Regions from separate parts of the Sus scrofa genome. Here region 1 is linked to region 2. Evidence: chromatin contacts called from public HiChIP or PLAC-seq data. All regions are on one chromosome and are shown on one strand. The core of a region is the stretch at or near the end of the contact, and the rest is flanking DNA. Distances in the headings are between cores, read along the strand shown. Region 1 holds the start of SMPD4 (sphingomyelin phosphodiesterase 4). Region 2 holds the start of LRRC74B (leucine-rich repeat-containing protein 74B).

The links. HiChIP or PLAC-seq counts read pairs in DNA pulled down with a chosen protein or histone mark.
Region 1: a contact with region 2 is called in an H3K27ac HiChIP or PLAC-seq map of skeletal muscle. The contact joins the promoter of SMPD4 here to the promoter of LRRC74B in region 2. A contact is called at or near these places in 2 of 5 promoter capture datasets (fetal skeletal muscle and liver), 2 of 47 Hi-C or Micro-C datasets (liver and skeletal muscle) and 1 of 2 datasets of contacts at active chromatin or transcription factors (skeletal muscle).

Annotation. Positions count from the first base shown.
Region 1 is chr14:50,660,881-50,665,234 of Sscrofa11.1, forward strand. SMPD4 (sphingomyelin phosphodiesterase 4) reads left to right here and starts at 2,608. Exons shown (of 19, transcript XM_001929589.6): 1 at 2,608-3,883. The coding sequence starts at 3,809. LOC100153925 (mitotic-spindle organizing protein 2B) reads right to left here and starts at 3,669. Exons shown (of 3, transcript XM_001929600.2): 1 at 3,180-3,669; 2 at 2,939-3,087. The coding sequence starts at 3,343.
Region 2 is chr14:50,620,272-50,624,750 of Sscrofa11.1, forward strand. LRRC74B (leucine-rich repeat-containing protein 74B) reads right to left here and starts at 3,096. Exons shown (of 9, transcript XM_013983197.2): 1 at 2,666-3,096; 2 at 1,962-2,104; 3 at 1,421-1,553; 4 at 423-629. The coding sequence starts at 3,080. All of the region lies in intron 2 of P2RX6 (P2X purinoceptor 6), which reads left to right.

The DNA of each region.
Region 1 (4,354 bases), core at 1,358-3,857, 40 kb after region 2:
ACACACATAGACTGATGCACAGTGTTGACTGCAAACATGTACTTTAACCCTTCACTTAGCCCAAGCTTCTGGGGAGGTGACCCCAAGTAGATGTGCCCTGTGATCCTGCCAGGCACACAGCCCCAGAAATGGGCTGCAAGCCACTTGTGGCTCCTTAACTTTCTAGGAGCCACATTAAAAAGAAAGAAACAGAAAATTAACTTCAATACTTTAATTTACTCGAAAGACCCCAATACATCATTGCAGCCTGTAATCAGCAAGAAAATTATCCATGAGGTGTCTGTTCCCATCTGGTGCCAATGCCTGCCAGTGCTGGCATGTGGTGTGCACACCATACTCCACCTTCCCCTTTCTGGGGCACTTTTTTTTTTTTTTTTTTTTTTTTTTTTTTAGCTGCACACACAACACGTGGAAATTCCTGGGCCAGAGAACCAGGGACCAAACCCAGGTTGCTGCAGTGACCACGCTGGATCCGTAACCCACTAAACTACAAGAGAACTGCAGGTCTTTTTAAAATGTGTGGTTTCCCTCAACTTCAACAAAAAACACATAACTGAAGCTAACTTCACTCAGAGACTGTGTCCTCTCTGAGATAAGCATCACCCCACTGTACTCGGAGCAGAAACAACCTCTCTGTGCTGGACAGCCAGGCCCCTAAGTGGGTTCCAGCCTTTGATCTGGAGCAACCTCACCCTAATTTTGTGGGAGGCCCAAGGCCAACTGGCCTGAACATTCCCATTCCACCCCTCAGCAGCCTAGGCCACCAAGGTGCCCCCCAGTCAATCAGTACTCACTCTGACAAGGTTCCTTACTTTTTCCACCCCAGATCCTGCCATTACCCAGGGGACCAGAGGTCTGTGTGGACAATGACCTGCAGCCCCAGAGAGCTCTAGCTCATGGCTGGCCTCTGCCTCTTCCTGCACAGCCCTTCACCTGCCCTCTATCCCCACTGGGCACCTCCCCAGGGGCTCTGTGTCCTCATACTTGGGTGGGTGGCTGCCCAGACCAGCAGGACCCAAAGCCAGAGCCCTCAAGTAGAAACAACTCTGTGGGGCCCAGCGCCCCATGCCTCTCCTGACCCTGGCCTGGGGCTTTGCCACCTCCAAGCCCTCTGTGGTGCTCCCAGCCCTGCACCCAACACACCTGCTGCCCAAACCCTCCTCCCTCTCCCTCCCACCAGGCCCCAGCTCAGGCCCTGCCCCCACCCTGCTTAGCCCTTGCTGCACTAGCTAAGCCAGTGCTGTCCTCCACAATTGGATGGGCTGCACTGTCCTCTGCCTTTGCCACTGTCTGTCTGGCCATCTCCCTCACTGGACCAAGAGCCAGTCCACCTTGCAGCCCCACTATGCCCTCAGCACTGAGTGGGCCTGGTACCCTGTCACTAAGCCAAGGAGCAGCAATAGAAGTTCTCTGCCCTGGTCTTTCCCTCCCTCTGCAAACTCGCCTTTAGTCCACCTGCCTCTCGGCTCCTCCTCTGCTCCCCTGGCCCAAGCTCCAAGCATACCTGGAACAGCAAGGTGGGTGATATGGGGAGGGGCACCCATGGGATCTCACACCCTCATAGACAGCTGGCTCTGGGCCCCCAGCCTCACCGTGCCTGGAGGGCACCCCCAGCTCAGGAACCAGGGAGAAGAAGGGACCCATGGTCTGACCTCCCAGGCAGCAAGTCCAGGGGGTGACAGTATCTAAGAATGCAGGTGTCCCTCTCACCTCAGGCTTTACTCTCCACAGCGCGAACTGTCCCTTCCCCGACCCTCAGGTGTCCTCCCCTGGGGCCAGGGCACCTCCGCAGAGCACACAAGTCATACCGGTAGTTAGCCTCTGGGAAGAGGGAGGTTGGGCCCATCACTGCTGTCACTAAGCTGCATGGTGGGATGGCCAGCCAGGTCCTGCTCTTGCAGCTCAATGCTGCTCTAGCTTTCTGGGGGCCATGGTAGTTTCCGTGGAAACAGGAGAGAGCACCAACCCCCAGAGATAAACTAATAAACGCAACCTTCAAAAGGAGAGAACAGGCAGCAAGAGAACCGGAGGGAACCGGGGGGCCCTGGAGAGAGAGGCGAGTGCGAGGCAGCTGGGCCGTGGAGCAGAATCGGAGAGGCCGCAGTCTGCCGGGCCGAGGAAAAGGAGGGCCTTGCAGGGGGGGTACAGTTCTTGGCAGAGAGAAAGGAGGCCTCTGGAGGTCGGAGAGAGACACAAAGAGAGCAGACAGTGTACATCAGTGAGGAGGCCTGCACTCCAGCACTCAAGGCCTCTCAGAATGGGGGCACAGTGCCTGGGGCCCTGGCGCTCCCACCCACAGGGCCTGACTGCCCCTCCACCCAATATCAGCCCCTTCTCAGGGTGTTTCTGGCCAAGGTTCTGCTGCCTTTCAGAGGGTTTCTAAAAATTGGGAGCAGAAGTGACAAGCAAGGAGAGTAAGAGCTCCACCACGTCACCCTGGTCACCAGCACTTGCTCATTTCTCAGCCATGACGGTCCAGACTGAGGTCCATCTGCAGCCCCAAGGATGGAAGCTTAGCTGTTGGGACTCCTGGGCAGGACTTGGGCCGGGTAGGGTGCAGACAAGGGGGCGCAGGAAGGTCTCTTCAGTTGAGGCGACAAGTGCCACGAGAACAGGAACCAAAGCCACTTTGTTTCCATGTTCATGGGATGAAGACAGGAATGCAGAGGTGGCAAGACGCCAGTGTACACAAGTCCCAGAGGAGGCCTGGTCTGCTTTGGCCACCCATCCTGCATCTACCTGATCTGGATGTGCATCCTCGAAGGTGGTAGCAAAGTTGAAGCTGGGGACAGGAGCCCAAAGGGCCAGCCCTTGGAGCAGTCCCGGGACAAAAGCAACAGAAAAGCCTGGCTACTCAGGGCTAAGCAAGCCCCGATGTGCCAGGCACTGCCCACCTCCCGCTCCCGCCCTACACCCGCCGCCCAGGCCCAGCTCTGACCTCGGGTCTCAGGCACGCTGGTCGTGGGCAGGGGCACGGCCACGGGGTCTTGGGGCTCGCTCGCCAGCCGCTGCCCAGCGCACATGGACTTCAGCATCTGGAATACGGCGAGGGGCGCCACGTTCAGCTTTAGCAGGTCCACCAGGATCCTAGAGAGAACAGACCCGGCGCGCGGTGAGCCTTCCTCGCCCGGGCCGTCAGTCCCCCGGAACCCCGAAACCCGACTCCGCCGCGCGCTCACTTGAACACTTCGGGGTCCATGGCGCCGCCCGCAGCCTGAGCCAGCTCGAACAGCTCCGTCTCCTCGGCGCTCAGCACCTTCTTCCGCCGCAGCGCCAGCTTCTGTAGGGCCGCTTCCAGCCCTGGTGGCGCCCCCGGCCCGGGCCCCGCGCCTGGCGCCGCCATCTGCTTGCGGCTGGGTCCCCCACCCGGTACAGCCCCGCCGCGCCCCCTACCGGCCCGCCGCGCCCTCCTCTCCCAGCAGCTCCCCTGCCATCCGGCGCTCAGATCCGGGCCCGGGCGGCGCCGGGCGTTGGAAGGAGACCCGCTCTTCGGCGACTGGTCTTCTCTACGCTCTCACGGCGGTGACGGCATCCAGAGTATCTCACGCTGGCATACCGTGGGCGATCAATAAATGCCCGTTGGACCCAGAGTGTACTGTTTCGCGCCGGGTCCGGTAGGAGGCGCGCCTCTAGGCAGTAACGCACAGGCCTTACGTGCACGCGCGCTCTTTTCCTAGGTGGGCGCCCCCTTGCGGTCCCATAAACCCACGGGACTACACTTTGCGCACGCGCCTTTTAAAGAAGCAGCCCAAAGAGAAAGCGGCGCTTTTCCCGTTTGTAAAGGGGAGGTGACGCCACGCGCAGCTTGATGACGACATTTCGGCGCCGGTTCGCCGAATGGCGGCCTCCATCCCTAAAGCGAGCGACCCTGTGGGTCTCTCAGGTGAGTGGCGGGAGTCGCGCGTGGTCTATCCCAATTACCTGGCGGCCACCTAGACCCTCTGCCCGAGCCGTCTCCGTTCCTACGCGAGCCCCGGGCCTCGGGCTGGGCCGGCCGGGAGCCGGGGCCCAGCTGCGCCTTCCCGCGCGCCCCGACCTTGTGGGCGCTCGGTTAACGTTCGCTGAACGAAGTGGAGCGGGGAGAGCCTGCGGCTCAGCGAGCGGTGTGGAGAGAGCAGGGGTGGATCCCGGCTCTATCTTTCCTCCCCGTGTGGACTGGCTTTGCGGAGACTTGGGTTCCTTGTCTGTGACATGAGGGCCCAGATGCTCCCTTGTCATGAGCAGCAGATGGGAGCACGCCTTTCTTCCAGCGCGCGGGCAGAGGGAGGCCCTGGCAAGACTGGCGCTACTGGCGCTGCGGGTCCCAGGAGGAACCCTGAAACCAGGTCGGGATCCTCTCTTGAAGGCAGCGAGG
Region 2 (4,479 bases), core at 1,846-4,345:
TTCCTCAGCTTGAAATACTTCTCCCTCTGGTCTTGCCATGGCTGGTTGCTTCCCCCCTGCACATTTCAACTTAAATGTCACCTCCTCACAGGGGGGTTCCCATTCTTTTCCAGAATCATGCCCTGTTTGTTTCTTTTGTGGCACTAATAATTATGGAGAATTATCTGGTTACCGTGTGCTCTCTGAGGTCAGGGACTTTGTTTAGTTCGTCGCTAGATTCCAAGTGGGTGTCCAGCACCCAGCACACATGGTGGTGGGCAGTGAGATGCCTGTGGAATCGATTGAATTCCATGGGTGGGGGCAGGGATCAGCAACCAGAACACAGATGCTCTGAGTAGGCCTGCCTACCTCTGCCCTCCCCTGCCACAGAAAGATGTACATGAGTACCATTATGGTGGCCCTGGCCACTGGCCAGATGTTACCTGCTTGGTCATTCAGCTGGTTATAGCTCAGGTCCAGGGATTTCAGGCCTGTGTTGGCCAGTAGGAGTTCAGCCAGGTACTGGGCCGCTTGTTCCTCCAGACCATTCCCTGCCAGCTGAACCCGCTGAATGGCTGGGTTCATAACCAGGGCGGCACAGACAGCCTGGGCTCCCACTGCTCCCAGCTGGTTCTCCGACAGGTCCACATCTGGGGGCCAACACCACTGCTCAGTGAGCGGGATCCAAAGCCAGGCACCATCCTTCCCCATCCCCCAAACTTTCCAGGCCTGACAGCAGAAGGGGCTTTGCAGTCAGACTGTCCTAGGGTGGCATGATGACTCTGCCCCCCATCAACTGGATCCCCCTAGGCCACAGGCCATTTCCCAGACCCCAAGGCCCCACCTCATATGTCCATGTGCTTCATCAGGGCCTAAAACCACCTACTTTTGTGGTGCTTTGGAGGTTGTCTGTGACATGGATGTAACCACCCCAGTTATGACTCATGCCTGGGAGCCACATAACCCACCCACAGAAGCCCCCACTGCTGCATTCCCATGGCAGTGCATGGAGCTCTTACAGAAGCAGACACTCTGATGAGCATATGTTCCCCACATTCCCAAGGTCAAAGTGGCCTTATTGGGCCCATTTCACAAATTGGAAACTGAGGCTCAGTGAAGGTGAGCTTCCTGCCCAGGGAAATCCTGCTCTTTGGTGACAGAGGCGGGATTTGCATCCAGCCTTGAGAGACTCCCCTCAGCCCTCCCTCATTGCCCACTGCCTGGCCCCTACCCCTCTGTGCTGGACTCTTCCACCTGCATTCAGGACTGGGAGGCTACCATATGTAGGGTTCCTGGCCAGCAGAAAAGGGGACTGAATAGGTCAGCACTGGCTGTGCCACAGAGGGTCTGACTCCACCACACCCTCTCTACCCTGTTATGAGGTCCCCTCCCCCAGCAACACAGCAGGCTCCTGCCCACCTGTCCCACGCTCAGCACCTACCACTGATGCTGCTGTTTTTGCTCAGAGCATCTGCCAGGGCCTCCGCGCCAGCCCCACAGAGTCCATTGTCCCGAAGGTCCAGCCGCTTGATGTAGGGATTGGACATCAGTGAGGAAGCCAGAGCCCGGGCCCCCTGGGACAGAGAGGGGCCTGAGGGGCCTGGCCCTTCCCAGGGCTTAAGGCCCCAGACACAGCTAGCCACACCCTGGCTCTGTCTCTGGGCTCAGACCACTCAATGTCCTCCAGCTGAAAGGCCCATCCCTTCCCACATGCCCGGGAACACCTGCTTCTCCTTCTAGGCTCCACTCAAACCTCAGCTCCTGGAGCCTTCCCTGACTCCCCAGCAGGCTCCCAGCCCTTGTACCAAACTCTGTCACAGCCCTGATCCCTCCTGTCACCCACTGTGGGGGATGGGATGTGCCTGGCACAGAGCAAGGCCACAGAGTGTTCGGGTTGGGCTCAGAAAGGGACCACTCACATGGCTACTGCCCCCCAGGTCCTCGCCCTCCAAACCTGGCCCCTGGGGTCCCTCCAGGGGTACCTGGGGACCCAGACCACGGTGCCGCAGGTTGAGCTCTGGGGCGCTCCCTTGGCGCAGGAAGCAGGAGGCAGGCACGACATTGTGGGCCTGGCAAGACCTCAGGTAGAGGGTATCCTTAACCAGTTCTCCAAGCTTATGGGTGCCTGATGGGAGACAAGGGATGAAGGTGGAACCCTCCTCAGCCTCTGTCACTACCCAGCCTCTGTTTTCCTCTAGAGGCATTTCTTCCTGTGCTAGTAGGGATTCTTGCTCACATATACAAGTGATGACATCGAGGCTCCGAGAAGGCAATTCCTTTCCCCCAAATCACACAGCTGGTAGTAGCTAATCCTGGCTCTACTCTGCTTGCCTCCACCGAAGTGCATGATGTGTCTTCTCTTGCACTGCAGACCGCACATGCTTTATGAACAGTTTATGGGGGAGGAAAACTACAGCAATTTACGTTTTCTACACATCCATGAGTTTAGTTTTTCCTGAGGGTTGAGGAAACCTAGCCCTGATCCCATTTCAGGGTGGGACAGCCCTTTTTACACTCTCTGGTAGGATTTTTGCCTCTGAACCCATCGTTGTGGAAGTGTGTTGTGATGGTAGAACTCCTGATGTGGCCAGGAGTATTGCACAGAGGGCACAAGGCTGGAGCCGCTGCTGGCTGGACGGGGTTTCCCGCCCACTTCGGCCCCAGCCTGATCCCCACCCATAGGCACCTTCTGTCTCCAGGTCAGAGTCCGAATCCACGTCTGAACACTTGGCCTCCAGGACTTCTGCAGGATGCCCAGTGGCCGCCGCCCCTTCCTCCAGCTCTTCCTTCTCCCCAGGACCCTCGCAGGGATCCCTCATGGTTACACCCACTCTGCAGCGGCAGCCGCTGAGAGCAGGAGTGTGCCGCACTGCCGCCCGGGCGCGGCTTATAAATGTCGCTGACCCTCCGCGCACTGACCAATCAATGCGGCGCGTGGCGAACAGGCACCATGGCAGCCAATGGAAACGCCTCCCCGGCGGCAGTCGCCCGGGCAACCCTGAGTTGTTGGTTGCGTTGACCTTGACCCACTCGCAGGCAGGACCGATTGGCGCACGCGCGCCACGGGCTTTTCTCCCCGCCACTCCAGGCGGCTCCAGCATCGCCCTTTTCCCACTCCGGAGCCTGGGGGTGGGGCGGCTCCGCTGCGGCGTCGCTCAGGAGGCCTTGCAGAGCCGGCCACCTGCTCTCTGGAGCTGGAGTCAAACCCCCACTCTGTGGGTCCCAGCTCTCATGCTCTAGCGTCGCGTATGTTGGTCCCTCCACCAAGAACATACCTTCCCCACGCTGCCTGTTGGTCTTAAGAGCTGCAAGTGTCAGCTCAGAGGGCGCTTCTTAAAGCTTTCTTTGTCCTCTCCTCTGCGCTCGGGCTGGTCCCTTGCTGTCCTCTCATAGTACTCATCCCACTTGTCATCACCCCAAGGAGGTGAGGTCAGCGGGCAAAGGACAGCGACTGCTCCTTCCTGCCAGCGAAGGGCCAGGCAGAGGGAGTCTGCTGCTGATGGGAGTCCCAGGGCAGCCGGGGGTTGGGCCTGAGAGGTGAAGGCTGAATCCTGCCCTGAGTGGAAGTGTCCCTTTAATAGCTACTGGCCTGGACCAGCTTGGCGCCTGCTTTACCTCCTGTTCAGCTGTGGCTGCAGCTGCTGTGCTGACTCATGCACCCCAGCTGCCAGCAGGAGCTGGGAGCATGGGCTCGCCGGGGGCCACGGTAGGCTGGGGGCTTCTGGATTACAAAACGGAGAAGTACGTGATGACCCGGAACTGGCGGGTGGGCGCTCTGCAGAGGCTGCTGCAGCTGGGGGTCATGGTCTACGTGGTGGGGTAAGAGAACGGCTCCTGGGCATGTTGGCTGGAGGGACCATGGCTGCTCCTGCTGGGCTGAGGGTTGGGGGCTTGACTCTGAGGCTGGGCTGTGGTAGTGGAGCAGGGTGGGTTGGGACCAAGTAGGATGGGAACAGAAGGAAGGCTGTCTGTCTGTCTAGAGGCAAGTGGAGTACGAGAGAAGGTCAGGTGCTCAGGTACCCACTGGCATCCTTTTCTTGCCTGGTTCCCAGCCCCATGCTGGGCTCAGGCAGAGACCAGGAGCCCCCAGGCTGGGCAGGAGGTGGCCCCAGACATTGTGAAAGATGGAGCACTAAGGCCCTGGTAGAGACACCAGTTCCACCTGGTTGGGGGCATCTTTAAGGAGGGAGCTGGGTTTAGCTGGGGCAAGGGGAGGGTTTTAACTGGTAAAGGAGGAGGTGGTGGGCATCTCCAAGCCCATGGGTGCCTGATGAGAGACATCCACAAGGGCACCGACTCTCCTATGCATGGCTGGGGCTCCTGGCCTGTGTGGGGTGACTGGTGTGGGAGATGGAGAGGAGGTGGGGCCCCAAATGCTGGGCTGGGAGCCTGGGGTGTATGAGGAGGGAAGCCAAGTAGGTGGGAACCTGATCTGCCCTGTGCCCATCATGCCCTCACCAGGTGGGCCCTCCTCGCCAAGAAAGGCTACCAGGAGCAGGA